Regions from separate parts of the Rattus norvegicus genome. Here region 2 is linked to region 1. The links are chromatin contacts, called in public Hi-C maps. All regions are on one chromosome and are shown on one strand. The core of a region is the stretch at or near the end of the contact, and the rest is flanking DNA. Distances in the headings are between cores, read along the strand shown. Region 1 has its middle 150 kb from the start of Ubl3. Region 2 overlaps LOC108352417 (a long non-coding RNA gene).

The links. A called contact is a pair of places that touch in the nucleus more often than the background predicts.
Region 2: a Hi-C map of liver shows a contact between it and region 1, with 2.0 times the contacts expected there. The contact joins two enhancer-like sites. A contact is called at or near these places in 3 of 12 Hi-C or Micro-C datasets (kidney and liver).

Annotation. Positions count from the first base shown.
Region 1 is chr12:11,352,454-11,357,524 of GRCr8, forward strand. No RefSeq gene overlaps it. Among named protein-coding and RNA genes, the nearest start is that of Ubl3, 150 kb to the right of the region's middle. Within about 2 kb of position 2,523, at least 30 of the 93 cell types and tissues checked have an H3K27ac peak or open chromatin away from gene starts, as enhancers often do. A contact at or near this core is called in liver, where this site is marked.
Region 2 is chr12:11,431,157-11,436,227 of GRCr8, forward strand. LOC108352417 (a long non-coding RNA gene) reads left to right here. Exons shown (of 5, transcript XR_001840627.3): 2 at 819-1,107; 3 at 2,883-2,985. Among named protein-coding and RNA genes, the nearest start is that of Ubl3, 76 kb to the right of the region's middle. Within about 2 kb of position 1,850, at least 2 of the 93 cell types and tissues checked have an H3K27ac peak or open chromatin away from gene starts, as enhancers often do. A contact at or near this core is called in liver, where this site is marked.

The DNA of each region.
Region 1 (5,071 bases), core at 1,273-3,772:
TTAGCTGCTGGGGGCTGTGGGGAAGGCCCATGTGGCAAAGATATTGCTTGTCTGTATTTGGTTCTTGTGGGCTTCCCAGGGGCTCTGAGCACAGGAGTTGGCTTGGAGACGTGTAGCTGGCTGGGCTTTGGCTACTTTGTAAGTTCTTCTTTCTTCTACCCTATTTCTTCCCTTTCAACCCCTTAACACTAGATAGGAGAGAAAAAAGATAGACAGGAAAGACTGCTGACTAGGGGAGTTGAGTTCCTTGTGGCAAACTTCATCTTCACTGTCAGGATATCTAATTTCTTCTACTTTTGCACGGGACTACTTAACAAACCACAGCTAACAACAGCCAACAGCAACCAACTGCTCATCAACAACCCGCACGGCTTTTCAGGGACCTTGCATTTATATGTCCTTTGGAAAGTCCCCAGAATTCCAAAGTCACACAATCACAGAAACTACCTGCTGCCGGCAAAATGCACCCCAGCTAGAGCATGAGGCAAATCATAGTCAGCTGCTGTGGACAAGCAAAAGCAGCCCCATATCCCATGCCTGGGACTAAAACAAAAACTTATTATTATTATTATTATTATTATTATTATTATTATTATTATTAGTAGTAGTAGTAGTAGTAGTATTACTATTACTACTGCTACTACTACTATTATTATTACTATTACTACTACTGCTACTACTACTACTACTACTATTATTATTATTATTATTATTATTATTATTATTATACTTTTGTGTTTCAGAAAGAGACCAAAAGTCCAAAATTGTCATTACAGAGAATGTCCTAGTTGTTGTGGTGATGAGTCCTTTTGTGTTCAATCGGGGCTAGCCTTGGCAACATAACGAGACACTGTCTTAAAGAGCAGCTACACATTTGAAGAGAAAGTTGTCATTTGGGGTAAAGTAGTTCACAGGCTCAAGTTTTGCCCCTTGGCAGAGAATTGGTTCAGAACCCAGCGTGTGGGACCTTGTTAAAACTTCGCTGTCCCTTCACCAAACATCTTCCTCTTTAAAAAAAAAAAATGCCAGCTTACAACTGACTCCTCTTAGAATGAGGTTTACCTAGCAACCTATTTGTCCTGTAGTTGACACATATGTTTCTTTTAAAGATCCCTTTAATTTTATGTGTCTGAGTGTTTGCCCGAATATATTTATGTGCACTGTGAGTGTGCAGTACCAGTAGGGACCAGAAGAGGGCATCATATTCCCTGTAACCAGAGTTGCAGATGGTTATGAACTGCCACATGGGATTCTAGGAACCAAGTCTGAGTCCCCTGCAAGAGCAGCCAAGTGCTCCTAACTTCTGAGCCATCTCTCTCTAGCCTCAATTGATTTGTTTATTATCTTTTTGTCATATGAGACACCACCTTCAAAAAAAAAACCATTATCGGGCAACTACTGGAAGCCTCATTACCTTGATTTAGGATTTCTTTGGCAGCAACATCTAGTAATATTGTTGTTGGTGGTGATGAGTGTGTGTGTGTGTGTGTATGTGTGTGTGCGCATGTGCACCCAAATCTCTGTTTTCCTCACAGCTGTGTGTTCAATGCCTTTCTCTTTTCTGTTTCTAAAATGAAGTACAGATTGCAGATTCAGGACCCAGGGAGCCTGTCCATGGTCACCCAAAGTAACTGAGGAGAAAACCTACCAGAGAAGCCCCAGGCAGGACCAGTGACCATGGCCTGGGTAGGAGGGAAGGACAGTATGGGCTTTTCTTGGGGCCCCAGGCTTCTGTCATTCATGAAACCCATGTCTTCTCTCAAAGGGGACTAGGGGAAGTTTACTCTTGAGCTAAATATGCATGGCCGAGGCCTAGGAGCAGAGATTAGGGTTACCCCAAATAAAATGTTACAACATGGAAACAATTTCATCGAGTTGTCATTGATTCCAGAATAAAAGAAAGTCGCAAATCAAGGCATTTCCCAGATCTATTCATGGGAACATCAGGTAGGCGGGTTAGAACCAAGAAGAGAAATCTGCTATGGGTGTCTGCTGTGTTCTGATGACATTCTCAGCTTTGCGTTTGTGGAAGCCAGGATCTTGACTTAATTCACTTCCCATTGGCACAATAAGACAGCATCACCAAAAGCAACTTGTGAGAGTTTGTTTCAGATCATCCTTCCCTGAAGGAAGTCAGGGCAGGAGCTCCAGGCAGGAACCCAGAGGCAAGAACTGAAGCAGAGGCCACGGAGGGGCACTGCTTACTGGCTGGCTTCCTTTGAACTGATTTCTCAGCTACCGCCCAGGTTTACCTGTCTCAGGGCTGCAGTAGGCTAGACCCTTCCACACCAATGACTAAGCAAATGTCCCCAGACTTTCCTACCGGCCAGCCCGATAGAGGCTTTTTTTTTTTAAATTGTGGTTCCCTCTTCCCAGAGGACCCTAACTTGTATGAACTTGGCAAAGCCCTAAATAAGTGCAATCTAAAACCTTGCACATGAGAGTCACATGGTGCTAGGTCCAACACGGAGAACAGCTATGAAGAGGCATTGACAGCACGAGATAATTTGGACTCTGAACTTGTAACATTTCCACTCTGCACAACTGGTAAGTTATCATCAGCCAATCTCCTGGCAGAATCTTTAACCTGAGTGTGGCTTTTTCCTCTCTTGCAATTTCGCTTCCTGTTCTGACTTTTTAGAGGACATAATGCAAATACTTAACAGATCACGGTGTAAGGTCCTAGCCAGGTACAACTCAAGATCCAGATGTTATCGGTCGGGGTTCGGGGTTGAGGGGTGGGGAGACCTGGGAGTCTTAGAAATCGATGAGATTGAAAAGGTCTGAGAGATGCCATGCACGCTGGCTAGGGTCTCTCCTAATGACACAATGGCTTTAAACTTCACCAAAAGTCAAAGGTTCAGAGATGTCACCCCAATACTTGCTCTCTGTCCCTGGAGTTGGAGGTGAATCATCTGTCCTTCCATTTTTAAAATAACTGTGTGAGTAATATTTTCCATTTTAAGAGAAACCCAGCAAGTGGAAGGAGCTTGTTTTCCTTAAGCAATGTAGATGCCAGTGTAGTAAAGAATCTTTCACATACGTGTGTGACCGTAGCAGGCAAAGCATGTCAGTGAGTTTACCCTGCTCACACAGAAGGACACCGGACTTTCTGACCAGGGTCGTCTAAGTATCTGGGAGAAAGACAAGGGTTCAGTCTTCCCTAAACTACCGAATGCCTCAGTAATAAGTGGCTGACAGGGACTGGAAGCCTTCAGGATGGGTGGCTACACAGAGCCTGCATCTGCTGGCTGCCCTTCTGTGAGGATGCAGGAGGCGGACGTGGGGAAACCAGCTCTCTGTGGCTGCAGAGCTGCACCCTGCCTTCTCTCCCCAGCTGCCAGTTTGAAGGGCATGTGGGTTGTGTGATCCCTTTGTTCTTTTGAAAAGAGAAGAGAAATGTGCTCGGTGTAAAAATAGGCTTTCAGAGGCTTTGAAAACCAATCTTGCCACACCAGAACTGGTGACAGAGGAGAGTGCTTCCTGCGGTGACACCTGCAGAGACCCCTCCCCCCCCCAGGTATCTCCGCCCTCTTCCCCTCTGCACCACAGCCTTGGTGCTCCAGGAGCCTGGGTGCTCCCAGAGCCTGGGTGCTCCCAGGAGTCCATCTTCTGGAGTCCCTTGCTTTTAGTGTTTAAAGAGACTTCATTGACTCACTGAGGGCAGAGGACAAAGCTGGGTTTGGGGTTGCATCATGAAAATGTGCTGCAGTCCCTCAGTTCCCTCTCTGGTCCCCTTATTTTTATTTAAGAACCACAGGCTTTTCCATGAAAGCTCCCAGATCTCCTTCCACAAAGTTTTTTTTTTTTTTTTTTTGCACCGTGATCTCGCTCATCCGGATGTGGTAACCCCTCAAAGAGTATCTTGTTAAAAGATGGACCATCAAGGGCAACGTGCCTTTCACTCTCTGGACCCCGCACCACCTTTTTCTTGTTCTAAGGACTTTCTTTACCCTTTAAGGGCCAGAACTGGGTCTCCAGTCAGCTAAAGATGCACTCGCCGAAATACAATTAATTCCCTGGCACTCTGTAGGGATCTCTGCACACGACCCGCCAGCATGGCTCCTCCCTTGTCCTGACAGACAGGCTTGTAGCTTGTAGCTCAGTCCCTAATCAGTTGCTCTTCACTGCTGGCCTTGAGCAATAAAAAAAAAAAAAAAAAACATCTGCCCTGCCCCAAAGGGAATCCTCAGAGTAATTCCACATGCCTGGCTGGTACCCAGGGCCCCACACTATTATGTCAGTCCCACCTAGCTCCCTCCTCGCCATCCCTGTGTAACACTGGGGCCCCACTCAGGGCTTTGGCATCAGACATTCATCCTAGCCTTCAATCTCAGCTCTGCCAGTGGCTCTGGGCAAGCAATTAATGAATCACTTTCCTCTGGAAGGTGGAGTTAATGGCACTTCCTTTATTTGAACAGAGAAGGCTTTTGAGCATATGTGAGATGTTCGGTGACTTGGAACAAGAGCTCTTCCCTTCTGTGTTCTCCACTGTGATTTGTCAGGGAAATTACCATAACCAACCCAGAGTGCTGGGTTGAGTGCTCTGACAGCTGTCCCGCCCTCCAATGCAGCCCTCTGAGTAGCGCTAGCGAGGACCCTGAAGTTCCGTGGGAGCTTCAAGTTTGTGCTGACTGTAAAGATAGCCTCTGTTACCTCATCAGTCTCCTGGGACTCCTGGGATGACAGGGAGACTAGGAATCACCCCATCCCACGCCCTTTACCAGCTCCTCTACCTTTGGAAAACATTACCGGGGTCCAGAGAAATGGCTCAGCAGGTAAGAGGATCTCAGTTTGTCTCCCGGTACCTGGATTAGACAGGTCATAACCTGTGACCCTCTCTGCAAGGGATCCAACACTCTCTTCTGGCCTCTGTGGTCATACATGTAAGCATGCACACACGCACTTTCACAAGAAATACAAGCTGTCCACACACTTCAACCTTTCCCAGAAATCGCTGAGCTCAGCTAAGCCTCACAGTTCTTAGGAAGTGTCTGAGCCAGCTCCACGAAGGGGCCCCAGACAGCCAGCTTCCATCTACTCTCTCTGTGCTCTTGACAGAGCGGCTCTG
Region 2 (5,071 bases), core at 600-3,099, 78 kb after region 1:
GGGAGGAGGCTCAGGGTGAACCTTAGAGCCAGCACTGACCGCAGCATGGCAGCGGGCTCCATGAACACAGCTGAAGGCCCCTGGCTGTGTTTGCATTCCAGGCCTGGCCCTCAGCCTGTGTGTGGTTCAAGTCTGATGTGTACAGAAGGGATGACATGGGACTCAGGAATCCTACCTGTACAAATGGCACCCACCCAGGACATGAGGGAGGATGGCCTAATCTATGCCCAGACTCTCCCTTTGGACTTCCTTCTCTCTCGAGAGGAACAGGGAGGGGACAGATAGGACTTGACATCTTCAGGCACTGAGCCAGGTTCCGCAGACGGCACCTGACAGGAAACAAGAAACAAGAAAGCCTTAAATCTTGGTTGGGTGGCCAGTCAAAGACGGCAAACCTAGCCTCAGAGGACTAGGGGAGTAGTCAGCAGGGGTGAAGGACAGACAGAGGTTGGCGCCAGAGACAGGGAAGGCAATAGGAGGGTTAGCAGCCCTGCCTGAGGAAAGACGCCAGACTGGTTCTGACTCAGGTGCCATTGTTCAGAGGTGTGGATTAGAGGAGGGGCTCTCACCCAGGAGAAATCCTGACTGACTCACTCCGGTCACTTAGCTGGCCACGTGGCCTCATAATCTTGCACTTAGCGAGCCCGGTACCAGTGCCCGGAGCCATTTCCTGATGCGCAAAACAAATATTTGAACTTGAAATGCTGAGTGAAGCTGTGGATGTTTGGTAGATTTTTTTTTTTTTACCTTCTCTCTACTGCATCTGGAAGCCTTTGGGGAGTTTACTCTGTGGCCATCAACACAGCCTTGTTCTGCAGGTAGAATGATCTGGAAGCCGGTGACTTCATACATTAAGAATGTCCTCCCCGGCTGGCTCTTTTGCTCTGTCTGTGTAATCGGTACCTAGACAACATTTTCAAAAGCACCCTGCCCCCAGCTGACGTACAACCAGAGGGCATATGACCGAGGAACAGTTTCCTTCTCCAGCTCTGGGTGGTCCTGATGCCAGACTTGTCTTCTCTAGCCCATGGAGAGAAGCCATCGAACAGAAAGCTGTTGGGAGATCTAGGAGTCGGCTCCCTCTGCTGCAGGTGATATGTGATCGAGGTAACTCACTCAGCTCTCGGGGGCCATCAGTTTCTCGACCTGAAAAATTATTCTCAAGGTCAGGTCCTACCAAGTTGTGAGGCTTTCCTGTGTCCTGGATAAGTGGAGGACATTTGAAGCAGTGTGGGACAACTCCAAGTCCCATCTGGGACTTAGCCTCCGTGGGTGTGTGAGGAGAGTGGGGGACCGTGTCCTTTATGCGAGCCAGGGCTCAGGGTCTGGAGTAAAGGGCGCCAGTTCTTAGCATCACCTCAACAGTTCGTGCATCCTTTGTGTAGATTTAAAAAAAAAATCACATTCCAGGGTTGATTGACAAGATGACAGCAGACAGGAGAAGCCATTCCTGAGCTGAAAAGAATCTAACAGAACACAAGAAGAGGGGACATCTGAGGTGAACCAAGAAAAAAAAGCAATGTCTGAGAATATAAAACCCACAGTGGCTTTCTTACAATGGGACATTCATGTGTGCAGTATTCATATTTCCAAAACACCCCTTTCCCCTCCTCCCTCAGAGACTATTTCTTTCGCCTTGGACGTTATCCGTCCTGTCTCAAATGTAAATGACCTCCCCCACCCCCAATCCTGTCAATAAAACTCTGGGTTCAACTTCTGGAATTACATAAGCCCCAAAAGACAACTGAGTCAGCAGAAAGGCCCTGACTCAGCACTTGGAACTAAGTCCACCATGGGGCCAGACTCTCCAGTCTTGACTTTGGCCAAATTCCTATTGAAATCCAATGCCTGGTAAGTATCAGCAGCTTCGTACACACGGTTCCAGAAGGATTTTAAAGGGCTAGAGAGCAAAAGATGGGGATCTGGGTGGCCTTGTTGGATCTCACTACATTTACTAGGGTACCAGCCAGGTGCCACTGCCGGGGCAGAGCGCCCTCCATCTCCTGGGTCTTTCCCCATCACGCTCACGACATCAAGTCTACCTTTCACTAGGGGCTAGAAGGAGACATGAGAAACAGAGAGGCAGAGGGGTGTATGTATCCATTGAGCCCTACCACTCACCACTACTTAGGACTTTTTTTTTTTTTTTTTGGTCTTTTTTTTTCGGAGCTGGGGACCGAACCCAGGGCCTTGCGCTTCCTAGGTAAGTGCTCTACCACCGAGCTAAATCCCCAGCCCCATACTTAGGACTTTTATCACTTAGCGTTTTATATGCTGAGTTACTCTCAACAAACACTTTACTGCTATGAGACTACAAAGGGGAAACCAGGAAAGCATCTCCAATACTGAGTCACAAGGAGACCTTAGATGGTTGAGAAGCACACAGGGAGTGAGGAGAAATGCCTACTTCTGGGAATTCACGGTGAGATCATCTGGAAATCAGTCCCTCCAAAATTACAGCTCTAAAGATAAAGAGGCAAAGGGGATGCTGGCAGAAACATCAGCTCACTCATGATTTATCTTGTATCCTGGCTTTTACTTGACAGATACCTGGGGACCAAATGATCAATGAAGGCTCTCCCACTGGGGGATGCTGGGAAGTAGGACCCGGCAGTCACCATTTTTAGGGACTCCCAGATTATTCGGTTACACAGGAGAGCTAAGAACACCAAAGACAGGAGATTGTTATCTGCCAGGCAAAGAAGTTGGGAGGGAAATGCCTCAAAAGCTGGGAACTGTTAAAGATTTAAATAAGATGTGGGGTTTTTGTATAATAACAATAGGAGGGGACAACACTGTGTGTTTCAAATTGTGCGCATGGCACTGTTTGCTTTTGACAGTGACCCAGAGAAGGACTCCCTACTGTCACCCATAATTTACAGGTAAGGCTTCGAGAAATACAATCTCAGTCACTTCCTTGAAGCCAAAACTAACAAGATCGAGCATGGTGGGCACCGACTCCAGGGAGACAAGGGAGAGATCAAGGTAAGCAGGGTGCAGGCTGACCCTCAGTGCCACCTTCCAAGAGGAGTGACAAACTGTAAAGTGCAGCGAGCAAGGCAGCTGTCACAGAACCACACAGTGTGTCAGAACCACAGGACAGACTTTACACAGTGGAGTCAAAGCAGCTCTCCAAGAGTGAATTCAGGATTCTACTAGACAGTGATGACTGTGAGATCGAGGCGGGAGAGGGAGTCTCAGGAAGACAGCCTGGGGTACAGGGAACAAGCTGAGAACTCTGGAGGATGGAGAGAGAGAGAGAGAGAGAGAGAGAGAGAGAGAGAGAGAGAGAGAGAGAGAGAGAGAACAGACGATGGAAGCCTAGGAGAACAAGGCACTGTGGCTCAGCTGTTAATGTCAATGCTGCTCTTACAGAGGACCCAGTTTCGATTCCCAGCACCCACATGGTGGCTGACAGCTGCCTATAACTCCAGTCCCAGGAGATCTGATGCCTTTTTCCGGCTTCCAAAGGCACCTGGCACATGGTACACAGGCACTCTCACATGGTACATACATGCAGGCAAAACCACATCAATTGTTTTTAATCTAAAACATGGGGACTGGTGAGATGGTTCCATGGCTAACAGCACGAGCTGCCCTTGCAGAGGACCAAGGTTCAGTTCCCAGTGCCCATATGGGGTGGTTCACAACCATTTATAACTCCAGTTCCGAGGGATCCAGCTTTCTTCTGACGCCGAGAGCATCAGGCACATACTTGACTCATATACCTACACATGGACGAAACATTCACACACATAAAAGAAATCTTTAAGAACAATTTAAGGGGCTGGAGAGATGGCTCAGCGGTTAAAAGCACTGGCTGCTCTTCCAGAGAAACTGAGTTCAATTCCCAGCAACCACATGGTGGCTCACAACCACCTATAATGAGATCTGGTTCCCTCTTCTGGGCTGCAGGCACACATGCAGGTAGAATGCTGTATGCATAATAAATTTTAAAAAGTTAAATATTTTTTAATATAAGTTCTATATTTCCACGAAGCATGCAGCCCTTCTTGTTAGGCTGTACCCAGTTTCTCTTGTGGTTTTGGTGGTGACTTCTGGCTTACACCGTGGATTTGCTCCTGACAAGAGACCACTCTGATGATTTCCCTGAAGGGCGGGGCTGTTGGCTTGAACTCGGTCTCTTTAAAGACAGCTCAGTGTGATTGATCTTGCTCTGCACTGTCTTCCTGTGCTCCAAGAAAACCCTGTAGAAACCTTACTTTCTCCTGCTCTACACAGGCTAACAGCTGCTACATGTATTTGTTAGGATGGGTGTTTGGTGAAACAATGATCTTCATTAAAAATGTCTTTGTTTTTTTTTGCAAGATCCACAGAAGCATTAGGCTATTAGAAGTCCAGTCACCTCCATAGCAAAGAGTGTACACTAAGAGTTATGGTTTGAATATTAAATGTGCACACACACACACACACACACACACACACACACACACACAGGGATTTGTTTCAATTGCCAGCCTATGCGTTTTCTTTCCTAGTCCCATTAACTTACAGCAGTTAAAACAAACTAGTCACCTGTGAGGTATATTTCCTGATTTCGATAGGCTGCTATCAGAGACCTCTAGTCAGAGAAGCGCTAAAACGCGAGCCAAGAAGGAAAATGGTGGGGCAGCTCGCCAGACCTCATAGCTTATCATCCACTTCCTGTTAACTGCGATGACTTGTCCTGAATCTATCTGCCAATGCCTGTGGCACATCGGAGTCACCTGAATCCACAGTAGATGACTACTGTGGTACGGAGAGGGAGGAGTTGTTTCTCTCTGCCTCTGGGGACAAGTTTAGGTCCACCACTTGTCAGGGGTATATCCTGTCCCAAGAAGGAAAGTCAATGAGCCTGGCAGTGCACTCAGAATCATCGTCGTCGTCGTCATCAATTAAGATTTATTTATTTCATGTGTGTATTTCACTTGTACATGTTTATGTATACCAAGTATATGCCTGGTGCCTACAGAGGTCGTAAGAGGGCATCAGGCCCCCTGTAACCGGAGCTAGAGCCCAGTTGGAAGCCATCATATGAGTACTGGGAACCAAACTCAGGTCCTCTCCAAGA